Regions from separate parts of the Zea mays genome. Here region 2 is linked to region 1. The links are chromatin contacts, called in public Hi-C maps. All regions are on one chromosome and are shown on one strand. The core of a region is the stretch at or near the end of the contact, and the rest is flanking DNA. Distances in the headings are between cores, read along the strand shown.

The links. Hi-C and Micro-C count contacts between places; a contact is called where the count stands out from the background.
Region 2: a Hi-C map of leaf shows a contact between it and region 1, with 8 times the contacts expected there. The contact joins the promoter of LOC103648024 here to the promoter of LOC103648021 in region 1. A contact is called at or near these places in 4 of 25 Hi-C or Micro-C datasets (ear, endosperm and leaf).

Annotation. Positions count from the first base shown.
Region 1 is chr2:229,561,906-229,567,181 of Zm-B73-REFERENCE-NAM-5.0, reverse strand. It overlaps LOC103648021, which reads right to left and starts at 2,259. Exons shown (of 4, transcript XM_008672521.4): 1 at 1,920-2,259.
Region 2 is chr2:229,821,143-229,826,418 of Zm-B73-REFERENCE-NAM-5.0, reverse strand. LOC103648024 (transcription factor SCREAM2) reads right to left here and starts at 3,074. Exons shown (of 4, transcript XM_008672524.4): 1 at 1,695-3,074; 2 at 1,129-1,365; 3 at 788-961; 4 at 392-694. The coding sequence starts at 2,747. The coding sequence ends at 599.

The DNA of each region.
Region 1 (5,276 bases), core at 1,010-3,509:
ATGGGCTTGCTTCACCTGGTTACTTTCGGACGGCCCACCACAAGATGCCCCAGGGGATGCCTGCTAGGTGGCCCTAGACGTGTTTTCATGCGCGTGTGGACTCTGTAGATATCCATCCCCCACACCGCCGGACAGGGTCATCTCCCAACTCGCGAGCAACAACCGAGGTGTGAAATCCGATTCTGATTCCCATCTCGTTTGCTCTAGGGTATAAGTTAGGACACCCCCGTTGTCCAACAAACCCTAGCTAGGTACAGAGATAACCAACCACCGAGAATCGAGAAAGGGAGACAAGGGTGTGTAAGCGGTCACTCGTCGATCCGCGCAATCCCCATCGATGTGACCCCGTGGTTGGGTTCGGGGCGATCACTGGTGCATATAGAACCTAGGCATGAGTCGACTAACCGGGAGCATCCATGGAATTGCACTAATTGCTCATCGAAGCGACTTAAAATCTCAGACGTTGATCGTTAATCCAAGATCCTATAGAACATACCAGTTCGTTAATAAGATCAATTGTGCACATATGAGACACACTTGGATTTGCCCCTTAAATTCAAGTGTGACAGATTCCTCGCCATCTCGCTTCTATGCGCAACAATACATACAATCAAGCAAATAATGGATATGGTAACATTACACCAAAGATGAAAACAATTCACACATTATTATTTTACACGTCGCTACGAGATCATAGATTCGAGAACAACTAAAATCGAAGTTATAGTTAAAATGATATGGTTTTTGGAAGTTTTATGTGATTAAGTATTGAACTATGTTATTTTGATTAATACAAATTATGTGTAGAAAAGATATTCTAAATAAATAACAAATTTAACTTTTAATTCAAGTTTTATCTTGATTAGAAATCTTATTTTAGTCAAATTATAGATGGGTCAAATTAAAATACTATACTTAGATTAGAAAAGTGAATCCCATAAACTTAGGTTAAACAAGTATAGTTACTTATTTTTGAAAACATGTTGCGTGATAAAAATAATGTAACTAAAGTTTAGGCAATATTATTACGAACTTAACGCAACTTGAACGAAATAAAACAGAGTTAAAATGAGCAAGATATGATTTATGCAAGTTTTTACGCATTTTTATATTAATTCTATACCTAAAATAACTTCTAGGGTTTATTTTGAAAATACCAAGGATCCATCTGCAATTTATTTGCACACGAATAATCGATGGGTCTATTATGTAAAAACTCAGGGACGCTTTCGTAGTTATAGTCTACTGTTATAACCCTGAGCGGATCTAGAGCCATGCAGCCACCGAACCACGACTCAGATTAGAGACCGAACCGGTAGCACACTCCACCGTTGGATTCCAGATCAACAGACCAGAGACATCCATGTCATTGCCACGATCGTGATCGCACATCCATGATCGAACCACACACATCGCCCCTGTCAAACCATTACCTCTCATCTAATCTGAAACGTTCCGTTTGATTCTAAAATCATAGAGATTGATGAGAATTAGAAGGGATCTAGAGAAATTTGACTTGTACTGAATTTAATCTCGCTCAATCCCTATAAATTAGCACACAACTAACATTGCCTAAATGGAACAGCCTGGGACTCCTCCACTCTGCCCGATTCCGCACTGACGGCGGCGCTGCCCATTGTCGCGACGGTCATGCGCCGGCAGGAAATCACCGCAGTGCCGCCCTTGTGGTCGAACATTCCTATACCGACGAGCATTATATGAAGCGGTGGACAGGGCAAAATAGAAGAACGCATCCATGCCGACAACGAAGTGGAGGCCGAGGCTGGCCACGTCGATGGCGCCTCTGCGGCGGCTTCCGTATTCCGGTGAGCGATTACCCATGCCCTACTGCTCTAAGATGGACACCACGAACTGCTACGCAGGGAGGGGGAAGATGGTAGCGAAGGCCAGGGGAGTACCTGATGGCGCGGAGGCTTCGATTCACGGCGAATCGCGGCACCGGGGCGGAGATCCTGCTCCGTTGAGCAATACCCTGGGTACAAAGTCTTCACCGCGCCTGATTCCTTCGCGTACAGGTTCCTAGCGACCCAGGAGAACTCCGGCTTTTGACGGTGGCGGCGACTTCTTCTCTCTCCGCCCTCTCTGACCGTGGTGAGGCATTCGGAAGAGATGCTCTCTGCGTTTAGATGGCTCGAGAGGAGGCGCAGGCTCGAGTTATATAGGGTGGAGGTGAAGCCCCGGGTGATCGGATCCCGTCCAAATCGAGCGCAACAGTATTCTGTTGGAGATTTTGTTTTCAGGCGAGAAGCGAGAGATGACACGCGGGTCCCTGAGATCATTGACTCATTGAGGTGGCGGAAAAAGAAAAAGAAAGGAGCAAAGTTGGGCCGGCGGGTGAGAGTGAGTTGGGCCGGCCTACAAGGGCGTTAGTGGGTCGAACGGGCGAGCGGCCCACATGGGTGTTGTATAAGGGAAGGGATAGGTCGGCTGAGTGAGGAGGTTTCAGCCTAGAACGGTTGCATTCCTTTTCTTTTCATTTTTTTCTGTTTTCCTTTGCTATTTTCTAATTTCTTACTCAAATTCAAATTTAAGTTCAAGAATCAATATGAATACAAGTCAGTATGAAACAACCAAATAAAATACCAGTATGAAATGCAAAGTTCATTTTATTTATTTATTTTGAGAATTTAATATCAAATGCATAATTCACACAACCAAAATTTAAATAACCTTTCAATCTTGGGAACCACATAAACTTCTTCAAACCTTATTTTAAGGGTTTACAAATCCTACCCCCTTAAAGAGAATCTCGGCCTAGAGATTAGTACAGAGATAAGAGACTCTAATTTTGCTGTTCATTTTCTTCTTCACAGACTTCTTCATTTTGCGAGGAGGACGATGGGACTGGGACTGAAGTCGGTGCCAGGTGGAGGCGGAGCACGATGTCGGAGAGGACGACGATACCGAAGTCGTCTTCCTCATCATAAGAGTCGAAGTCGACCATGCAGAGCTCCACAGTGGAAGTGGGCAGTGGAGTAGTAGCAGTCGTCGAGGTCAAAAGACACGGAGTGGGGCGAGCGCCAATGCACCAGCCTCGGCGGGCACGGGTCCTGCGAGGGTGAGCGTGGCAGAGAGATGGGTGACGGCGAGGTCGAAAGTGGCCCTAGTCGAGCTGCCGCGAGGGTAGGGACGGTCGTGGCTGCCAGAGAAGTGGTCACCGGTGATCGAAGGGAGAGGGAGGTATGTGTTGCGCGAGTGCTTGGCGGTGGGGAGGTCGTGCGGGTAGTGGAGCCACGGGAACCAACGCGGGAGGGAGCAGGAGGGCGGCAAAGCGCGCCGGCCAAAGATGGTGAGTCCTGAAGGCTAGCCAAAGATGGCCAGTGATGGGAAGGCGATGGCGAGCGAGAAGCAATAGCGAGGTTGAAGAAGAGGCTTTTGGAACTTGGAAGCTGTTTGGCACTAGTAGAAAAGAGCTAAAAATCGGCGGTATGTTCAAATTTCCACTGAAAGTTTCGGTTACCAAACGTCAATGAAAACACAAGTGGGGCGACATTTTTTTACACAGAGTTTTTTTTATAGAGCACGAGTCGTTTACCGGGACTGTTGGAGTTGCTCTTATAAAGAGATACTAACAATTCAATTGTTTAAAATTATATTAGTAGCCATAACATATAATTTATGTAGATTATCACTTTAGATATATTTATAAATTTTAACTTAATATTTGACACATATGTGGAACCATAACTGCATATATAATTTGCCAGTCCTTTAAGATTATTTTGTAAAAAAAATCAATTCAAATATTGAAACCCTCGTGAGATTACTATTTTTAATGATTGCTAACGCTATTATAGTAGTTCTGACCAATATTCTATACGACGTAATATCTTTATTTTATGAAAGTGCAAAGAAAGAGTTAATAGAAGATATACTTCCAATTAAACTCCCAGAGAATATATAGGAGTGGTAGTTGGAGTCGATCACGTAACCGCCCCGCGCGGCCGCAGCTGCGTCGTAGATGTCAATATAATCATCCTTCAAGCTAGGGCGTCGCCCTCTAAAAAAGTGAACTTTCGCCAGGATTCGCCGCGTTATATTCAACTTAGGTTAGAGTTCATCTGTTAGCTGTAGGTCAAGCTCATATATGGAGTACGGTACCAGATTGATTGATGCCGGCCTTATTGTCTCGGCAATCGCCGCTGCCGTCGTCTACTTCCTGTACGGCAGCCACTTGCCCAACATGCCGGCGAGGAGACGGCGAGCCGTGGTCGCCGTCGTACTGCTAGTCCAAGTCGGGGTGCTCCTCTCCGCCGACCGCGACTTGACGAACATCGCCCTGCGCCTCGATGTCGAGGAGACGGAGTCGAAACTGTTGCGGATGGAGGAAATCAAGCGTATGTAACATATTCTTGAGATTTTTTTTAGTATATGTATTGATTGTTGGAGGGATGAAAAACGTGTACATATTCTGATATTAATGTTTTAAATTTTTTATAGTGAATAAATATGATATAGAATCTGCTATACAAATTGATATTTTTGTTTCTAGTATTGAGCTTGTACATATTTATAAAACATAAACCTTAAATTTATTTTATATATTTTTAAATAATAAATATAAAATTTGGTATCATTCAGATATGGATATGAATACTTTTTCAATTTTTTTTGTTGTAGGGAGCAAACAACGTATAAATTAATTTATACAAAATTTTGTTTTTATATGTAATAATGTGATTGATAACATAAGAAAAAAATAACATCAAATCCCGTTTATATCTATTTTAAAATATTGGATTTTTTTCTAAGAGTTCGCGTAGCCGTTTTTATCCCAAACTCAACATGTTTCTTTTGACCCTAGACGAGAGCAGAGTAATATTCTAGATCCTTGGATGCATGCAGAGGTTTACGGGAATCGCAATCACGACGTCGTGAGTGACTTGGCTAGTTTGCTGTCTAAGGATCCGACGAACTTCAAGATGAGTTTCACCAAAGCTAGGAGCCCAGACGGCACCGAGAACTCTGAACTGACCGTCACAATGAAAGATGCCCATGTTGATCAGCCTCTGGCAGATGCTGATCTGCAGCAGCCTGCAGCAGATGAGGACCACACGGCGGAAGAAACCATGGTATATATAGATGAGCTTTGCCGTCGATCTTGCGTACAGAAACGCCCAAATATATATGTCAATGTCTTTTGCATTTTAATTTTCTTGTGTTGGCAGAAGGATCGTCCGAAGCTAAACGACCACGAGGTTCCACTGTCGTCGAATGGAGACGGGATCGGGGAAGAGAAGCCCAACCCATAGAGA
Region 2 (5,276 bases), core at 1,825-4,324, 260 kb before region 1:
AATTTCGCGGTGTGTCGTGTATTGTGAGTGTGACGGAATGGAAGCAGGATATGCTTGTGAGCGACAGACAGTGAGTGAGGGAGAGAGAGGCGCGCGTGCGCACTGCGCACACAGGAATGGAGTGAACCGTATTGAATGCGTGCATCTCGTCTCGTCTCATCGCACGCGCGCGCTCTGCGTCTACGTACGTACGGTACGCACGCTTACTGGTCTCATGATTGGAACTCAGAGCCGAGCCGTCCCTAGCAAGTGGCCGTTCTGACGGCCGCTGCCGTCGCAGTGGCGCCGGAAGGGGGAGTCATGCGGCCGTACAGAATTGCAGATGCAGTGTTGGATCTGCATCTTGCTGCAGTGCCAAGCGAGGCCGGCGCCGGCGGGGAGGACGAGTCCAGAGAGAAAGGGAACAGTTCTCTCGGCTGCAGCGAACCACAACCACGCGACTGTTTTGGCCGGGCAGAGCCAGCCACCACGGCAAACAGAAAGAGCCATCCAATGTATACAGGACAGGGAGAAGGGACAGATCTGACAGAAGCTACATCGTTCCCTTTTTATTTTCTTCTTTGGCGGCTGGGTGAGCACGCAGTCCTGCCGTCCGGCGTCACGGCGCCACGCCATGGAGCCCGGCAGACTGCAGGAGGACGGACTTGATCTCTTCTTCTGGCAGGAGGAGGAGCGCTGGGCCGTCCTTGCACAGCTGCCAGCATTGAGCAAAAACCAGCAGGCCCTCTCTCCTCGTCAGTAGATTTTTTTTTCACGTGGCAACGAAATAACATGACATTACGTTTACCTCAGCCTTGAAGATGTCCAAGGAAAACCCGTTGAAGCAACTGGCAACAGCTTGCTGGACGTCGAGCCCGAGCCCTTCGATTGCCCTCATGGTAGCGAGCAGAAGCCCAGGCCTGCGAGCGCAGAGCATGTGGATGTTCACCTCCCGCCCTTCCCTCGTCGTCCTCACCTCAACCTGTCGCACACAACAAGTCAGCTAAATCGTCCATGTCACTCACAGTCACAGCTGAAGAAGCTACATTCGAATCAATACGACATGTTTTTTTTTTGTCGAACCATTTCATCTGAAAGAACGCTGCCGATGAAGCGTGGTTTCAGAGAGAAGTATGTATATATACTGACCCTTGGTTGCTTGGAAGTAGGGCTAGGCAACGCGCTCGGGCACAGCTCTTCCTTCACGCGAGATGGTAGGGCGGGCAGCGTGGGAGTCAGAGGGCGGAAGCTCGTGGGCGTCGGAGGCAGCGAGGCCGTGGAAGCTGGGGATGCTGATGACTCCACCTCGTTCTGGAGCTCCTCGATCTTCCGCAGCAGCTCCTTCAGGTACTCGATCGCGTCGCCGAGAATGGAGGCCCTGTCCATCTTTACAGAAACAGCCAGAGAAAGTTACACTAGTGATATCTATGAATGCAGTGAAGGATGCAGTCAGAGACAACAAGGGCATCTACAATTCTATGGGAACAGCTGCAGCTTATGTGCGCAACATCTCTACAACAATTTATAGTGCGCCATGGAGGGAGTACACTAGCTTCACATAATTAATTCCATGAAACATATACCAATATAAGCACACATAGTAATGCACTAATGCCAGATGCTAATTGCTACCAAAATTCGGAGAATTCATCTAAATTACGAGCTACAATTCATAGTAGCCGATTAACAAATGGATGAAAGGGTACAATTCTCACCTTGCTGATCTTGGGCACGACGGATCGGAGCATGTAGAGCCGGTCATTAAGCTTCTTCCGGCGACGGCGCTCCGCCATGAGGTTCTTGGCCGGCAACCTCTTCCTCTTACCTTTCCCGTCGCCCGCGCTGTTGGCGTTGGAACCCTTGCCGTCCTTCTTTCCACTATCCTCGACGCCCCTGCAGGCGTCCTCCGAGTCGTAGTTGAGCCCGGACGCGTCGATGCTCCCGCCGTCATCGTCCTCAGCGTCGTCACCGCCACAGGCCGACGAAGCTCCCGCAGCCGCGGCGGTGGCCTCCGCCTTGCGCTTCTTGTCGTAGTCCTCCCCGCCGCCGTTGCGGCGCAGCGCGCGCTTCTGGAACAGCGTCGGCTGCGCGCCCACGGGCGGGAAGGTCTCCAGCGGGCGGAGCACGGCGGGCTTCCCGCGCCCGGAGAACGGCACCGTAAGGGACGCCGAGGCAGGAGGGGGCGCCGCGGAGGAGGAGCCGGCGCCGTTGTTGAACATGTCGAACCCGCCCAGGCCGCCGAAGTCCGGCATTTGCGCCGGCGCTGTGCCAAAGCCGCCGAACGAGGAGGCGAGGAGGCCGGCGTTCAGGGACATGGAAAAGGACGCGGAATTCGATGTGTTCCCTGCACCCGCCAACGGGACCAGGTCGCCACCGGACCCGCCGCCGAGCGTGCCGAGGCCAATGTCGAACCCATGGACGTCGAACGTCGCGGCGCCGCCAACGTTGAAGAGGGAGAACATCTGCGAGCCGGCGCCGGGGCCGGGCACCGGCCCCGGCGGCGCCAGGAGCAGGTGCCCCTGCGCGCCGGTGGCGGCGGCCGCAGCCACGGGGTCGAAGTACCAGTCGTCATCGAGCATCGCCGGTGAGCTGAAAACACATCCGGCCCCGGCAACGGCGGCGGCCGAGGCCAGGGCTAGGAGGTTCTGCTCCTCGTGCCCCTGCGCCGGCACCGTCAGCAACTCCATGGGCGTCGGCGGAGGCGCGTGCTGCTGCTGGTCGTCCATGTCCTCCGGTACCCAGAGCGGGTTGCCGAACGGCGGGAGCATGATGAAGGCGCCGCGCGAGGGCGAGCCGTCGTCCTCGCTTTCTTGGGGGTGGCAGAGCTGCAGAGGACACCGGGCGCGTCTGAGTTCTCTCTGGCAGAGCAGGATGCCAGTGCTCAAGTGCTGTATGGAGGCGAAGTGCTGTGTACTGGCACCGTGGAGACTGGAGAGTGGACAAGCATGAAAAAACGAGACTGCCCTTCAGCTGATCCGGACCTTGCGCTCTTGGCCCCCTTGGGCCTTGGCCCCTTCGCTTCTACTCGCGTTCGCTTCCATGGTAAGCAATCCGGACCTTGCGCTCAAAATCGGACGCTTGAGACGATACTTACACTATACAAGCTTGCCTCACGGACGAGCAAACATGGCCCTACTCTAGACAAAGTTGTTCGGCACTAGGATAAAAATGAATAATGCCAGCTTGTATATGCGTCACATTAACAAACCAATATTAAGTTGTGACGAATAGTATAGCGACAGAAAATATAAACTACTTTTAGTGAAAATACATAACATTCCAAAAGATTGCTTAGCTACGTATCTTTATATCTTTAGATGTAAAGCATCAGTTGCTTGTTCAATGAAAACATGGAGACAAAATAAGCGATATTGCTAAAATACACCGCAATATCTTTGTTGATAGAGGAAATCATGCTGATTACCTATAATTAGAGATGGTAATAGACCACGATCCAAATATTTATTCACAGTAAGTTAAAGCTCTTACATAATTTTACTTAAAAATAAATAAAAATAGAGCCTAATTTTAATCTGATTTCATCCTTGGTGTAAAATCTAGACCCTATTACCATCCCTACGTATGTCGTAGGATTTGTCGTTCTACTAGATGTCAGCGTATCATGAAATGAGGATTTATATCGGCTTAGATAGGGCATTATGTATATCTACCATAGAACAACTCCTTATATGTCATATGTTGGCCCTGATTCTGGTCCTATGACATCGAATGTTTAGATGCTAATTAGAAGTATTAAATATAGTTAAATTATAAAACTAATTATATGAGAACTAAATGATAAGATGAACCTCTTTAATCTAATTAATCCATTATTCACTCATATGATGCTACAATAGACATTTGTTAATCATGCATTAATTATGTTTAATAAATTGGTCTCACTGTTTGGTCTTTAGCAGTGTAATTAGTTTTATAATTAGAATATATATAATTCTCAAAATAGTCATTTAAATATTATATACTCCCTCCGTTTCTTTTTATTTGTCGCTGGATAGTGCAATTTTGCACTATCCAGCGACAAATAAAAAGAAACGGAGGGAGTATGACACAGACTAAACTTTAGTCCCTGAAACCAAACACCCCAATATGCTCAAACATAGCGAGCATTTGCTCACTCTACTCCTTCTGGACCCTAGCTTGACGTTGTTACCCTATCTAGAGTGCAACAATATCTATATTAGAGCAGGGTCAATTTGTGTTGCATATGAAGGTGTTGCTAAGCTAGAGCCTCATGTCTCCAAGTCTTGTGCTCTAGGTGGTGGCATCAATTGTAATAGCAATTAATCCTCATTACAACCATATATGGTGTCAGTGTTGTGAAAACAAATTTGCCAACTTTGACTACTCAATGACCCTGATGGCCTTGTCCTGCTCATCTATAGTGCTTATGTTAGCCGAACGAGCTGCTTAGCAAGTCTATCTCAAAACTCTATAACTCAATGTAAGAAGTCATTTTGTACACCGAAAACTAAGTAGGTGATTCATCTAGCCCATGAATAGATTAAGTACTCTATTGGTCTAGCTCCCTCATCAACAAGTAAGAGATCCAGTGGGCATAGGGAAGTTGGTGACAGGACCTAACACACTCTGTTATGGTGTCCTCCATCTCTAAAATGATCACATCAAGTATATCAAATCAACATGATGTTATGCATGAGGAGCTAGAAATTTTTGAGAGAAACAAGGTTTGGATTTTGATACCATCTCCATAAGATGGCACCCCATTGGTACAAAATGGGTTTTCAAAAAACAAGGAGGATGAGTTGGTAGCAAGCAACAAAGTGCCGGGGTATAAAACCCTAGACTTTTGGGCCCATTAGGCATCAAGGGAGAGGGACGTTCCAAGCCAACCACTTACGAGCCCTTAGCCTCCACCTCACCCATGAGACGCCCACACGGGTCGAAACATGGGGGTAGGACGAGGTGGAAATTGGCAAGAAGGTCGGATAAGCCGATCGAAATCCACTCGAGTGGATCTAAAGAATTCAGCCTGACTGAACCACCAGCTTTGTGTGCTCCCCACCATCACGACAGCCGAAAAGGTATGGCGTGGGCAGTACCCATCCCCTTCCCACTCATGACCTAAACCCCTAGGCCGCAACCTACCAGAAGCCCTACAACCCACGCACAAGAAGTAGGGAAAGGACCTACGAGCAAGCTATGAAGAAGGAAGGTCGGCATAGGGGAGCATATGGACAAAACCCATAATAATGACCACATGGCTCACGTCATTGACACAAGTCATGCCATCCTCGCGAAGTCTTTAGGATAACATT